3 separate regions of the Mus musculus genome follow, and regions 2 and 3 are each linked to region 1. The links are chromatin contacts, called in public HiChIP or PLAC-seq and promoter capture Hi-C maps. All regions are on one chromosome and are shown on one strand. The core of a region is the stretch at or near the end of the contact, and the rest is flanking DNA. Distances in the headings are between cores, read along the strand shown.

What was found. Promoter capture Hi-C pulls out the DNA fragments that hold promoters and counts their contacts. HiChIP or PLAC-seq counts read pairs in DNA pulled down with a chosen protein or histone mark.
Region 2: an H3K27ac HiChIP or PLAC-seq map of extraembryonic endoderm stem cells shows a contact between it and region 1. The contact joins the enhancer-like site here to the promoter of Hmgn5 in region 1. A contact is called at or near these places in 3 of 39 promoter capture datasets (3T3-L1-derived adipocytes, cranial neural crest and liver) and 2 of 115 datasets of contacts at active chromatin or transcription factors (extraembryonic endoderm stem cells and trophoblast stem cells).
Region 3: a contact with region 1 is called in a promoter capture Hi-C map of trophoblast stem cells, with 2.7 times the contacts expected there. The contact joins the enhancer-like site here to the promoter of Hmgn5 in region 1. A contact is called at or near these places in 11 of 39 promoter capture datasets (the 3T3-L1 cell line, 3T3-L1-derived adipocytes, the C10 cell line and 6 more), 2 of 15 datasets of contacts at CTCF or cohesin (pro-B cells and stem cell-derived epiblast-like cells), 32 of 484 Hi-C or Micro-C datasets (the G1E-ER4 cell line, Sertoli cells, adipose-derived mesenchymal stem cells and 15 more), 7 of 115 datasets of contacts at active chromatin or transcription factors (bone marrow-derived macrophages, embryonic stem cells, epiblast stem cells and 3 more) and 3 of 9 other capture datasets (adipose tissue, embryonic stem cells and liver).

The regions. Positions count from the first base shown.
Region 1 is chrX:109,011,390-109,016,115 of GRCm38.p6, forward strand. It overlaps Hmgn5 (high-mobility group nucleosome binding domain 5), which reads right to left and starts at 1,991. Exons shown (of 6, transcript NM_016710.2): 1 at 1,863-1,991; 2 at 33-56. The coding sequence starts at 1,877.
Region 2 is chrX:108,951,030-108,955,755 of GRCm38.p6, forward strand. No RefSeq gene overlaps it. Among named protein-coding and RNA genes, the nearest start is that of Gm23322, 56 kb to the right of the region's middle. Within about 2 kb of position 2,237, at least 1 of the 459 cell types and tissues checked has an H3K27ac peak or open chromatin away from gene starts, as enhancers often do. A contact at or near this core is called in extraembryonic endoderm stem cells, where this site is marked.
Region 3 is chrX:109,072,248-109,076,973 of GRCm38.p6, forward strand. No RefSeq gene overlaps it. Among named protein-coding and RNA genes, the nearest start is that of Sh3bgrl, 21 kb to the right of the region's middle. Within about 2 kb of position 1,859, at least 5 of the 459 cell types and tissues checked have an H3K27ac peak or open chromatin away from gene starts, as enhancers often do. A contact at or near this core is called in trophoblast stem cells, where this site is marked.

The DNA of each region.
Region 1 (4,726 bases), core at 741-3,240:
CCCAGAGAAACTCACAAACTAAAGACACTCACCTCCTGGCTCACATCACCTGCAGCCTATGTAGGGGGAGAAAAAAAAAAAAAAGAAAGAAAGAAAGAAAGAAAGAAAGAAAGAAAGAAAGAAAGAAAGAAAGAAAGAAAGAAAGAAAGAAAGAGGATCATCAATATAAACATGTAGAGCAGAAAATGTCGCCAACTTTAGACACTTGTGACTTTTTCCCTGGGCTCCTGGTCCAGCAACCACGTGCTGCTTCTAGCCCCTCTTCAACACCTACTGTTTTAGTAATATGAAACGTGGACCAAGATGCAAGGTCATGCTTAAGACCTGTTTACAAAGAGTCAGTGTAACCTTTTTGAATAAATAAGGCCTCTTAAGAACACACCATTTTCATTTTGAAATCCACCTGCTCTAATGTTAAAGCCAAAACAAGGGTTGGGCGGGACGAAGGAAGGCGGAGCTTCTTGCAGTTTCCCTTTCTTGCCTTATGTTTGCTATGCAATTGTATCTATCTGACCAGCTCTACTGATTATGGACTATTTTCCTCCTCAAGTTCTGCATACAAAACAACAGTCCCACCATACTTTCAAGGAAGGAGGTCTTTGTTCTAACGTTAACGTTTTGTTCAGAGAAGCAGGAGGCGGATTTTAAAACTTCCCGCCACTACCTGCTACAAGGTTGCTGTCAGCTCTGCAAAATAGCAAGATCCATTGCACAAGACGAAAAGAGCCTGGCGGCAGGAGTCTCGGGAAGGGGGGTGGTGATTAGAAACAATTGCTTTCGGTATCTGAGTAGCCCTTTACCCTGGGAATTACCAGGCTATTATTTCAATGATACAGCCCCAGAGCACTGAGGAATTTCAGCCTCATTTCTATGTTCTAGGAATACGGAAGGCGGACGGATTCACAAGAATATATAAACAATCATAAGGCTTTTACATTAACACAGTATTTCATTTTATGATTTCACCAAGCAATGAAATAGCATTCCATTTTAGTTGTAAGATACTCGGGGGAGGGGGAGGGGTGGTGGAGGAACACACAAACACCGAGCTTCAACTTATATGTGCGCGGAGACAGGAATTTTGAAGTGAAGGGTTACAGAAGACCTGTAGCCCTTGGTAGCTCGGATCAACTCCCCATGTCTAAAGTGAACTAATCTCACGCCACCCCACCATCCAACGCTGTTAGTAGTTTCTCGGACGCGGCTCTCTAATCACCTTTCCACCTTTAACTAGAGAGTTCCGAGAGTGCCAAATCTCTCAGATCTAAAGTTTCTAATTACAGCGGTGAATCTCTCCCTTCTCTAGGACAGTTTGAAGTCTGCGCCGCCTAATGGCACAGGATTACCATTGCATAGCCATCTGGCATGACAAGAAGTGGAGGAGGGAAGAGGGGGGAAAAAGGAAAAAAAGAAAACGGAAAGAACAAAGGCAAAAAACAAGAGAAAGCCAGGGCTTTCGTTCCCCCAAACGGGATGGTTCTCTGAGAAAAACGGGAGGTAGAGGAGGAAGCTGGCGCTGGAAGTGTGGTTGGGAGAAGAGTTCTCCAATAGGGTAAGCGGAGGAAGGGGGGTGGGGTAGGAAGCGACAGCACAGCGCTATGGCTGTTTGTAATTCAGCATGGAGACACCTCTCAAACGATTCTCTCCCTTAAACAAAACAAGCCAAAAGTGAACTACCAGTTGCATACGAGACCTTCTGAAACCAAACACAGACGGATCGCTACCTTTCCCTCGCCTTCCATTCAGGACATCATAAAATCAAACTAGAAGCCAAAATGATCTTTCAAAAAGATACAAATCTCTGCGGTAGGAAATATGTATTTCGGCAGCTAATATCCCGTCTATCTTCCCATTTCACTTACCTTTCTTTTGGGCATTGTTGCAGCTCTCCGTTGGAGATCCTTAGGCAGGAGGGAAAAAAGCCGAGAGGAGTCTCTGCCTGACCGCTCCGCGAGCGACTGAGTTTTCAATGAACTAATTGCAGCACGATATGTACTCGCGTCCCCCCTCCCCCTAAAAAAAATCTCTCGTTATTGGCAACATTAAACACGCCAAGACGCAACCAAACTACGTGAATGGTTACCCGAAGTGGGAGCCAGGTTGGAGTGACAGGCTGTCAGGCCAATGAGGGGAGGTGGCCGGTTCGGAAGGCGTGGCCCGCGAACTTGCCCGAAGCCCTCGTATGCTGCCGGCTTTGACTGCCTCTAGGGTGCCGGAGTCCACGCACTTAGCAGACGCCTAGTGCTCCAACGTGACCAGCAGGAAATCCAGTTTTCTTGCCTTTTCACCTTTTTTTTTAAGTTAGAACGACAAGCGAAAGCTCAAACAGTTGGTTTTTTTCCCCCCACGATCTCCACCCCCCTTCCTTCTTCGCGCGGGGTGGCGGGCCCTTTTGAGACTGGATTGAGCCAGAAGCTCCAGTCTTTCCCAGTTAGCAAAAGGGCGAGGTTGGAGTGACAGGCTCACCCGTTTAGAGACCAGAAAAAGAGTAGGGAACGTTTCTGGTCGTGAGAACTTCCCGCCAATGCTGAACTGTGGTCCTGGCTTTAGAAGGGTGCCAGAACTGCGCGCCTCCCTCAGGTGGAGAGTAGCAATAAATCCGGGACCTGGAAGAGCAGGACTCCACTGCAGGCCGCCTACCTTCTAAAAGAGCTAGTACTCCGCCTGGAGAGAATCTAGCAAGAATTAAAAGGGGCCACGCGGGAAGTCAGTAATAACAGAGGTCACCCAGAGGAAAAACAGTGACTTTAATGGATTTGTAATTCAAAGATGATATTTAGGGCTACATAGAAAACCAAACCAAACCATTCGTTATCTTTATTACTGAAACTTGAGGTGTCTCCTTATTTATTATTTTTTTTTTAATTTTTTGGCCCACAGAAGTGCCCCCTGAACCTATTCTAGTCTCAGAAGGTGTTTAAGTAGCAGCTTTCTGTTCTGAGAATCTTCCATTTGCCCTCTAGTGTCAGAGTCTGAGACCTAAACGTTTGGTGAAAAGAAAAGAATAATATGCTTAGAAAAAAATCCGGTTAAAACAGAGTGCTGAGGGCTGCTAATTGTTACTGGAACTAGGCAAGCCGGGTCCCTGCAGCCTTTTTTGAGATGTGCTTTGCTTCAGTTGTTGAAAGAGCTAATTGTATTTAAAAGTGCTTCAACAACAGTCTCCATTCCCTAAGCTGAAAGTCTAATCAGAAAAGGAAATTAACCTTTTAAACAGTTACTTAAAAATTTAGGCCCCAGCCTAGTGGTGTATGGCTTTAATCCCAGCACTTGGGAGGCAGAATCAGGCAGATCACTGTGAGATCAAGACTAGCCTGGTCTACATACAACAAGCAAGCCAGAGTTACCTAGTGAGACTCTGCTTCATTGTGTCCCCTCCCCCAACTCTTTTTCTGTTCCTGTAGCTTAAAGAAAAAGCAGACCATCCGTTTCAAAGAATACTAGCCCGGATTGGTGGTGGCAAGGTAGCAGTGAGATGCTGAGATTCAAGTCATTCTAGGCTAAATAGACATCCTGCCACAAACAAACAAACAAACAAACAAACAACAAACCAAATTGATTTACAGATTACCAAACCATCTGTCCAATCTAAAACGCACCCTGACAGAGCCTATCCTTTCGAGTTTTGTCCCATCTTCCCTAGCGTTTAGCCTGGGGAGTTAAACAAACCACTTACCCTAAGACCTACTGAACCTACTCAAGTGACTTCACACTGCATTCTCATGCAAGAAGACAACTGAAAGGCGCATTTACATTTGCTTCCTTGGCCTGCAGTTATGTGTCATCTGACCAGGCTCCAGATGGCCTTTTAGTTACCTTTAAGTGAAAGCATAGTTGAAAGAACCTAGGTATATTTCAGTAATTTGATTTTCTGAGAGAAAATTGGTTTCAATATAAGAATTGTCTCATAAGGATAAGGGAAAAATGAAGAGAATGAAAATGTGTTAGTGATGGAATGCATCCATTCCAAGTATTCTTATTTATCATTATTTTGTGGGTTAGATTTTTGTTTTTGTAACTCGCTTATATAAATGCAACCCCCTGTGGCATGCAAAGTGGCAGTACACAGTTTCTGCCCTTAAGGATTTTTGTAGCTCTGTAGGATTGAGAAAACAGATGCATATGTATTTACAAATCAAAGTTGCATATATTATATGAATTGTGAAGTTTATAGTTAATAATGCCGTGGGGGTGGGGTGGGAAGGCTCCTTTTCAAAAGCATTTGAAGAAGGCTTTTGGTATCTGGCCCTGAACATTTGTGGAGATAGTTACTCTATAACACTGCAGAGGCAAAGTTTGGACTTGTTAAGGGAACAGACTGCCCAGTCTGAGTAAATTGAAACAAATGATGAAGATGAACTCAGGGAAGTAAATCTCAAGTTGAAGGCAACTTTAAATAAGCTGTCAGAGTGAGTGAGCTCTGGCACCTCTCAGGTTTGTCAGCTATTTTCTGCTTTGGTCAGTCTTTCCTCCCTGGAGTTCAACCTGTCCATTTCTGCTTTTCAGATTGCCTAAATGTGAAACTTTAATCTAGCTCTTCACTCCACCCCCATAATTCTTTGGAGTAGTAAACAAGATGGGTGTCTTTTGTGCCAGTCAACTTCCTTTAGTTCTTGGCCTTTGTGACATTTTTACCTGTGTCTGAAGCTGCATTACTTACAGTGTCACCTACAAAATATACCAAATCGATGCAGTCCTAGTCTAGTATGACTTCTTCTTCTTCTTC
Region 2 (4,726 bases), core at 987-3,486, 60 kb before region 1:
GAAGGTACCAGATTCCCAGGAACTGGAGTTTCAGATGTTTGTGAGTCACCATGTGAGAGGTAGAAGTTGAACCTGGTTCTTCTGCAAGAACAACAGTTCTCTTAAGCACTGAACCATCTCTCTAGACCCAAATGTAAGCTATCTTTGATCTCCTAATCATCTTTCCTCCACCTCCCAAGTGCTTGGATTGAACAAATGTGTTGCCATGCCCATTATGGTATTTTGGAATGAAAGTAATGGTACCTTTTCTAGGAAAAAAAAAAAGAAAGAAAGAAAACAATCCTGGTAGACTTGGACATTTCAACACATGGTCAAGTTGAAAATAAAGTATAAACATACCTGAAACATCATACAAGTTATTAGTATGATGATGAAAGGAATATGACTTGGAGGAGAAGGCCCATTGGAAAAAATTCAATAATGTTAATAATAATGTACTAATACTTGATAATTTAAAAGTTGATGTCAGACATGGTGGTACAGATCCATTATTTTGCAATTAGGAAAATGAGGCAAGACAATTATGGGTTAAAAGCCAGTTTGAGCTACATAGTAACTTATATTACCTTCCACAAAATCTTCAACCTAAATTTTTTCCTGCCTATAAGAAGTGCAGGAATGACGGGGCGGGAGGCAGGCTGAAGAGATAGCACAGTGGTTAAGAGCATTGACTGCTCTTCTGAAGGTCCTGAGTTCAAATTTCAGCAACCACATGGTGGCTCACAACCATCTGTAACAAGATCTGATGCCCTCTTCTGGAGTGTCTGAAGACAGCTACAGTGTACTTACATATAATAAATAAATAAATCTTTTTTTAAAAAGAAGTGCAGGAATAAAGATGGAGCAGATATTGAAAGAATGGTCAACTTGAGACACATTCCATGGGAGAGAGTCAAGCCTTGACACTATTAATGATATTCTGCTATGCTTGCAGACAGGAGCCTGGCATAACTGTCCTCTGTGAGGCTACACCCAGCAGTTAATGGAAACAGATGCAGAGATCCACAACCAAACAGTAGGTGAAACATTGGGAATCCTGTGGAAGAGTAAGGCAAAGCATTGAGGGATGCTGAATGGTCAAGAACAGCAAAAGAAGATGTAGAGAGACAGCTAACCTGGGCTCATGGGAGCTCACAGAGATTGAATCACCAACCAAAGAGTATACATGGGCTGCACCTAGGCCTCTTACATACATGTAACAGATGTGCAGCTTGATCTTCATGTTGTCCCCTAACAATTATAGTAGTGGGCAGGGGGTCTGTCTCTTACTCTGTTTTGAGCCTTTGGATCCCTTTCCCGTAGTTGCACTGCCTTATCTGGCTTCAATGGGAGAGGATGAGCTTAGTCCTACTGTGACATGATGTACCAGGATAGGTGGGTACCTATGGAAGGGGGGGCTCCACTTCTCTGAGGAGGAAATAGGGGAACTGGGAGAGGAGGTATAAGAGTGGGACTGGGAGAAAAAAAATTATGGGAAAGAGCTACAACCAGGCTGTAAAGTAAATAAATAATCAACAGAGAAAGAAAAGAAAGTTCTTAAAGTTAGCAGACAAAGTTTTTATACACCAGTATTGGGCATTGTTGAAATAATTAATTGAATGTTTTGGTTCAGTGCTCAAAATATCTTATGATGAACAGCCTCCTAGACAAAAAGAATCCCTCAACCAGGGGCCATGCTTAACCTCTGGATATGGTCTCTACAGGTTCTCCCCTTTGTTGAATATTTCAGCTAATGTCATCCCTGATTGAAAGATGGGGGCCACCTATTCATCTCAAAAATATTAATACAAAATTGCTCCTGTCTAAAGGAAATGTAGGGACAAAGAGTGGAGCAGAGACTGAAGGAGAAGCCACCCAGAGACTGCCCCATTTGGGGATTCATCCCATATGCAGACACTATTTCTAATGCCAAAAAGTGTTTACTGACAGGAGCCTAGTGTAGCTGTCCCCTGAGAGGCTCCACCAGAGCCTGACCAATATACATGCAGATGCTTGCAGCCAATATTAGACTGAACAGGGAACTCTAATGGAGGAGTTAGGGGAAGGACTGAAGAAGCTAAAGGGGTTTGCAACCCCATAAGAAGAACAACAATATCAACCAACCAGATCCCCCAGAGTTCCCAGGGACTAAATCAACAAAGAGTACACATGGAGGGACTTGAGGCTACATATACAGTTGGATGTAGCAGAGGATGGCTTTATCTAGCATCAATGGGAGGAGAGGCCCTTGGTCCTGTGGAGATTAGATGCCCCACCACAGGGGAATGCTAGTGCGATGAGGTGGGAGCGGGTGGGTGGGAGAGCTCCCTCATAGAAGCAGGGGACAGGGGTATGGGATAGGGGATTTGCAGAGGGGAAACTGGGAAGGGAGAACACATTTGAAATGTAAATACATAAAATAACCAATAAAAAAGTCCAGTCCCCAGCTTTATGCCCAGCTTAGTAGCAGAAAACTTGCTGGAGCCTCCCTTCCCCCCAACTCCCATCTCCAGTGGATCACAGGCAACCTAACTCCTCATAACTTCCCTCCCTCCATTCATTGCATTATCTTAGGCCCAAGATCCAGGTCCTCCCTGGGAAGCCGCAGGTCACTCCTGCTATGGAAACAGATAAACTAACTTCATATCTTTACCTCTCCCCCTGTTCCTGCACTCCAATCCTCCAGTCTCATCCCCAGCTCTGTAACCTATTGTGGCATTCCATTCCTATCTGCCCTCATCTCCAGTGGTCACACAAGTCTTCCCCTCTTAACTTTTTTACTCTCAGCCCCTATCATTTGGACAAAACAGCAGCCTACATAATGAGGAAAGAATTTTACTAACTACACATCTGGTAGACAGCTAATATCCAAAATATGTAAAGAACTCAATAAACTATGAGTATTACTCATGCATTTAAAAAAAAATGAAATTATCAGGTAAATGGTTGGAAATAGAAAAGAAGTCATCCCAAGTGAGGTGACCCAGACACAGAAATACAAATATGATATGTGTCCTCTTATATGTGGATATCAGCTATTAAGGCAATGATAACAAAGCTACAATCACTAGAACCACAAATATTAGGTATTGAAAAAGGGGCTGCTGAGAGGGTGCATAGAGTTCTCTCCAGGAAAGGGAAACAGATAATTATGGGTAGTGGGGGAACAGAAAGAACAAGTAGAGATGAGGATGAAAACAGAAATATGGGGAGAGACATAAACACCAAGCCAGCCACAAACCCCTGATCTACAATGGTGTCCTATCTGCAAGATATGCTAGGACAATGGTGACAAAAAGTTGTGGGAGTGACCAACAAATGTCTGATTTGACTTAAGGCCCACTCCACAAGATAGAACCCAACTGACACTGCTTCATTTACCAAGAACGTAAGACTAGATAGTCTAAGCACCTAGGATAAAATAAATAGTGCTGTTCTAAAAACAACATACAAAAACCAAACAAACAAAACCTAATAGCACTAACATGACTCCTAATGACATTTTACTTAGCATTAACATGACCTCTAATGATATTTTACTATACTCAGCTGAAGTTGTTAAGGGAAAAATAAAAGCATGAAACCCGAAATTAGTCATGGAAGTAGTTTTATAAATTTAGTTTAAAATGGATGGTGTTAATGGATGTCTTTAATCCCAGCATTCAGAAAACAGAGGCAGGAGGATCCGTCACCAACCTGGTCTACAAAGAGAGGAAGGCTACAGAGCTCCAAACAAGAGAGAGAGATAGGGTTTAAAAATAGCAGTGTAGACTCTACGTCATTTGCCTGTTTATTACTTAAGAGGTAAAGAAGATGAGACTGGAGAGATAGCTCAATGATTAAGAGCATTCCTTCTACTAGAACTGGAATGTACCTCTTCTGGGTGACTCAACACTCACTATCTGTAACTCTAGCTTCAGGAGATTCAGCATTTTTTTTTTTTTTTGGCTTCTGTGTGCACTGCATTCACAGGCACCTATCGACGTGGACACACACACACACACACACACACACACACACACATACAAACAGGCAACTAAAAATAAATCTTAATAAGAGAAGGGAAGAAGAAAAGATGTTCTCTTTCTGAGAGGGCTACATTTAAATATCCCATTGTTTTCTTTAAGCATACAAGTGAAGTAGAGCACAAAATATTTTTGAGGAGGCAATTAAAGTACTTACTCAGATTATTGATAATAGAGAGAATTGAAGGTTCATTAAGTACCTTAACTGTCCACTTACTTTTTCAGTAGCTGTGGCCATAAACAATGGACTATTTACAGTTTGTCAATAGTCCAGAAAGCCAAATGCCTAAGTTAGAATCAAGAGCTATAATGATGTTGCATGAATCAAAGGAGTGTTCCAGTTTAGTTTCATGGATTCTCAGAGAAAACAGAAAAATTGTTAGGTCAGAGACCAAAGCAGCAAACATCAATTTTCAGTGAAAGATTTCTCACAATTCCCATGAGTTTCTTTCATTTTGAATTTCTTTCAAACAGATACAATGAAAACTTTTGTTGGGACCAATCTTTTTCAAGGATGTTTGTATAGCAAACAGCTTTAGAAGATACAATGCCTCCTTGTGGAGCAAAAGGAAGATATTCAAATGGGCCAAAATAAAGATAGTATCCTCTTCAAGGACAAATGTTAAGTAGGTTTGCCCACAGTTCCTTTGAAAGACTGATGTTAGGTTGTCAAGATGACTCAAGGGGTAAGGGCACTTACCTTCAAGCCTGACTGTTTGAGA
Region 3 (4,726 bases), core at 609-3,108, 61 kb after region 1:
TTTATTCAGAACTGGAACTTAAGCAGGTCAGGAAGCAGTAGCTGATGCAGAGGCCATGGAGGGATGTTCCTTACTGGCTTGCTTCCCCTGGCTTGCTCAGCCTGCTCTCTTATAGAACCCAAGACCACCAGTCCAGGGATGACACCACCCACAATGGGCCCTCCACCCTTGATCTCTAATTGAGAAAAAGCCTTACAGCTGGATCTCATGGAGTTATTTCCTCAACTGAAGCTCCTTTCTCTGTGATAACTCCAGCCTGTATCAAGTTGACACACAAAACCAGCCAGTACACACCCCTCAGAGTATACACCTCAAAGTGCATATACCCCACAGTGGACACATCCCACTCCTGGTACCAGCTACTGGTACCTGTATTAGTCAGAGTTCTCTAGAGTCACAGAACTTATGGGTAGTCTCTATATAGTAAGGGAATTTGTTGATGACTTTCACTCTGTAGTCCAACTCCCCAACAATAATCAACAGCAGCTGTGAATGGAAGTCCAAGGATCTAGCAGTTGCTTAGTCCTACATGGCAAGTAGGAGAAGAAGAGAGAATAAATCTTCCCTCTTCCAATGTCCTTATGTAGGTATCCAGCAGAAGGTGTGGCCAGATTAAAGGTGTGTGCCACCAAGCCTGGATCTGGGGTTTGCTTTGTCCCAGATGAGCTTGAACTCAGAAATCTCCTTGTCTTAATCTTCTGGAATTCATAGCCACTATGCCTCAAGTTCTCCTTACCAAAATCCAGGTCAGAAACTTGTATCTCCCAGCCTCCAGATTAGGATCACAGGTGAGCCTTCCAATTCTGGATTGTAGTTCATTTCAGATATATTCAAGTTGACAACCAGGAATAGCCACTACAGTTACATATATTATATATAATTTATATATGTCATATAGTATATATTGTATATGTGAAATTTATAATATATAACGAAGGTGTGTTAAATGAAATTGCCAAAACATAGGAGAGTCAGAGCCCTACCTGGCTATCTTTTGTCATCAAATGACGCTTCAATTCCACTTACTGGATTACATCTAATGTAGTTGGTCAAAGATTAAGGGGGGCTAAAGGGGGCCCATGGAAAGTGCCAAACCACCCAGGCTGTTGCCAAGATTATAGGTTGTTCTGTACAAACTGACAGCAAGACCTCATTGCTGAAGACAGTACCTCCACAACTCATTGAACATGGAGAAGATGAGCTGGTGCCTATATAGAGCCTCACCTTACATTCTAGCATTTTTGGTGCTCTACACATTACCAAAAGAGAAACAAACACCAACCCAGCCACAAAAGCTTTGACAATAGTGTCCTGACTGCAAGATAGGCTAGTGGCACAAAGCTTTTGAGAAAGGCTAAACATGCTTTATGATTTCTATCCCCTACACTTCGTGGGAATGGGACCAAACACTAGAGATTAGATAACCCAGGAATCAAGTGTAAAGTCAAAACTAAATACTACTGCTCTTTTAAAAATTTATTTATTTTATTTATATGAGTACACTGTAGCTGTGTTCAGACACACCAGAAGAGGGCATCAGAACCCATTACAGAAGGTTCTGAAGCCACCACGTGGCTTCTGAGAATTGAACTCAAGACCTCTGGAAAAATAGTCAGTGCTCTTAAGCACTGAGCCGTATCTCCAGTCCAATACTACTGCTCTTAAAAAACGCAATAAAATGATTCCTAATGACATTAAGTTATACTCATAGATGAGTGCCGTTTTCAGAGAAACTTCCTCATGCAGCAGATGGGAACAAGTATGACGACCTATAGCCAGACATTGTGCAGAGTGAGACACCTTGGAACAATCAGCAGTAAACAGGATGTATTCAAATTCTTCCCTCAGGCCTCAGGGAACCCTAGCGAAGAGGAAGTAGAAAGTAGGAGCCAGAGGGGATGGAGGACACCTGGAGAAAGAGGCCCTCTAAATCAGCATGATGGAAGCTCATAGGAATGCAGAAACCGAAGCAGCAAATAGTCTACAGCAGGCCTTTTGCATATATATGTCATGGTTCACAGTTTAGTGTTCTGTTTCCTGAGTGTGAGAACAAGTAGATCTGTTTCTTGTGCCTCTTTTTCTTCTGATTGTCTGGGTCTTTTTGGATTAGTTTTTTGTATATTATATTGTATTTATTATTATTTATTAGAAGCTTGTTTGTTTTCTAATGAGAGACAGAAAGGGGGGCAGGAGGTGGGGACAAACTGGGAGAGGGACAGGAAACTGTAAGTAAGATATATTATGTGATAAAAAATATTTTTTCTTTTTTTATTAGATATTTTCTTTATTTACATTTCAAATGCTATCCCAAATGCCCCCCCTCCCCTCCTCCCCCCCACTCTCCTACTCACTCACTCCTGCTTCTTGGCCCTGGCGTTCCCCTGTACTGGGGCATATAAAGTTTGCAAGACCAAGGGGCCTCTCTTCCCAATGATGGCCGACTAGGCCATCTTCTGTTACATATGCAGCTAGAGACATGAGCTCTGGGGGTATTGGTTAAGCAGTACTCCCAGAACAATATGAAAAATCAATTTTTAATAAAAGGAAAAAAGCAGATTGTTTTTTAAAACCCAAGATACTCACGCTACTGTACATTATCTAAAAGTTCTTGGGAAAGTACCTTAACATTGAAAGTTTGCTTCTGGAACCCAGATGATATGGGTATTAATAGTGTATACTTCATTTAACTGTGGCAATTATGTAAGTAAATGCATACAAAAGATTTGCTATTATGAAAATAATTATCATGTCTACTCAGTTCTAAAATATATAATGAGTGCTGTATATTAGAAATACACTCAAATGATTGTACAAATTGGTTTATGTGTTTTTTTTTCTTAGTAAATTTTATTATATCTTATATTTTGGCCACAGAGTTTATTGCTGAACAGATGATGGAAAATCACATTCAACACTATAAACAGCTTTTACTTAATGAGATCATATCAATACATAAGTGTGTTACTTACAGAATCATTAAAAAGAAGTTATGTGTTGACTGTACACTACATTACTGCCTTGCTAAAAGCAATAACATGCATGATCTAATAGCTTTATCATTTTAGGAGTTGGGTAATATTATTATGACCATTCTGCACAAAAAGTAGAAGCTGAATTTTATAATAATTAAATCTAGTCCAAAGTCATAAGACAATCTCTAGATCCATGAACTTGATCATTACACTGACAATCTGTAAAATGTGTTTGGGAGAGTCTTGGGAAAGACTAAATATGAATTATGCTATTTAGAAAATAGAATTTTTCTCAAGGCACCAAGACTCTTAATTAGTACTATTGGGAGGAGAAATCAGGAAAATATGAAAATTATTATAACTGAAAATTTATCAACTTCCTTTACCATAAATCAAAATTTTTTGTTTTGTCTTGTTTTTGGAAAATCACAAAATTCTGTAATAGTAACTTGTGCTGGCTAGCCTTATATTAACTTGACACAAGCTAGAGTTATCTGAAAGGAGGGAAACTCAATTGAGAAAAATGTCTTTGTGAGATCAGGTGGTAAGGCATTTTCTTAATTAGTGATTGAGGTGGGAGGGCCGAGCCCATTTTGGGTGGTGCCTCATCTGGACTGGTGGTCCTGTGTTCTATAAGAATGGAGGCTGAGCAAGCCTTGGGAAGCAAGCCAACAATCAGCACCACTCTAGGGCCTGTGAGTCAGCCCCTGCCTCCAGGTCCCTGCTCTGTTTGAGTTCCTGTCTTGACTTCCTTTGATGATGAACAGAAATTTGGAGTATAAGCCAAATCAACCCTTTCCTTCCCAGCTTGTCCTTTCTTCATAGTGTTTCACTACAGCAACAGAAGCCCTAAGACATAACAAAATAAAATATAAAATAAAACCTCAAAAAAAATCTATAAAGTGTATAGGAGGATAGGGGAGGGGAGTCACACCAGACTCTTTGGAAGAAATAAAACCTAAACTACTATCATTCTCCAGCACAGTGTTATTTAATCTGTTCTTATGGTAACTGAATTAACCTTTTCCTCCTGTGGAACCAATGGCACTGATGAAAGAGGATTGCACCAATAGCTTTTTGATCTAAGTATCAGATTTTTTTTCCCCTCCAAGTATCAGAATGTTTTGAAAACGGTTGTTGATTTTGCCAGTAATCCTATTATTTGATGAAACCCTCAATTATAAGTGCTCTGGTACAATGGATGACAGAACATTCTATCCTGTTGAAATTCTGTGGAGAGCTGGTTAAAAAAAAAAAAAAAAAAAAAAAAAAAAATTCTCGAAAAGTCTCTGCTTTCCTAGGTGCCAGACGTTTTTCTTCTATGAGCCAGTGGTGCCCTCTAGTGATTGTACCAATAAACCACAATTTGTATGTGGCCAGAACCCTGAACCCAATACTTATCTGGAAGTGTCCTAAGGTTGCTTTCTTCTCTTGCACATCACTTCATCCCAGGTGAGGAATAAAAGCGAAAAGTTACTCAGCAAAACATTGTATGTTAATTCATCTGAGCTCTACTGCTGATATTCTCATTTTCTTTATATTTGGCAAGAAGGAAAGGAAGTCCACCAAAATGCAGTGTGTGTGTATGTCTGTATGTGTGTGTGTGTGTGTGTGTGTGTGTGTGTGTGTGTGTGTGTGCATGCACACACGTGTTGTGAGTGTATGGGGTTTAAATATTTACATGTTGATGTGTGTGTGCCATATGCCTTGTCCTCCATATTTTAGAGAAGCCAGGAAGGAGGGCGTCAGGTGCT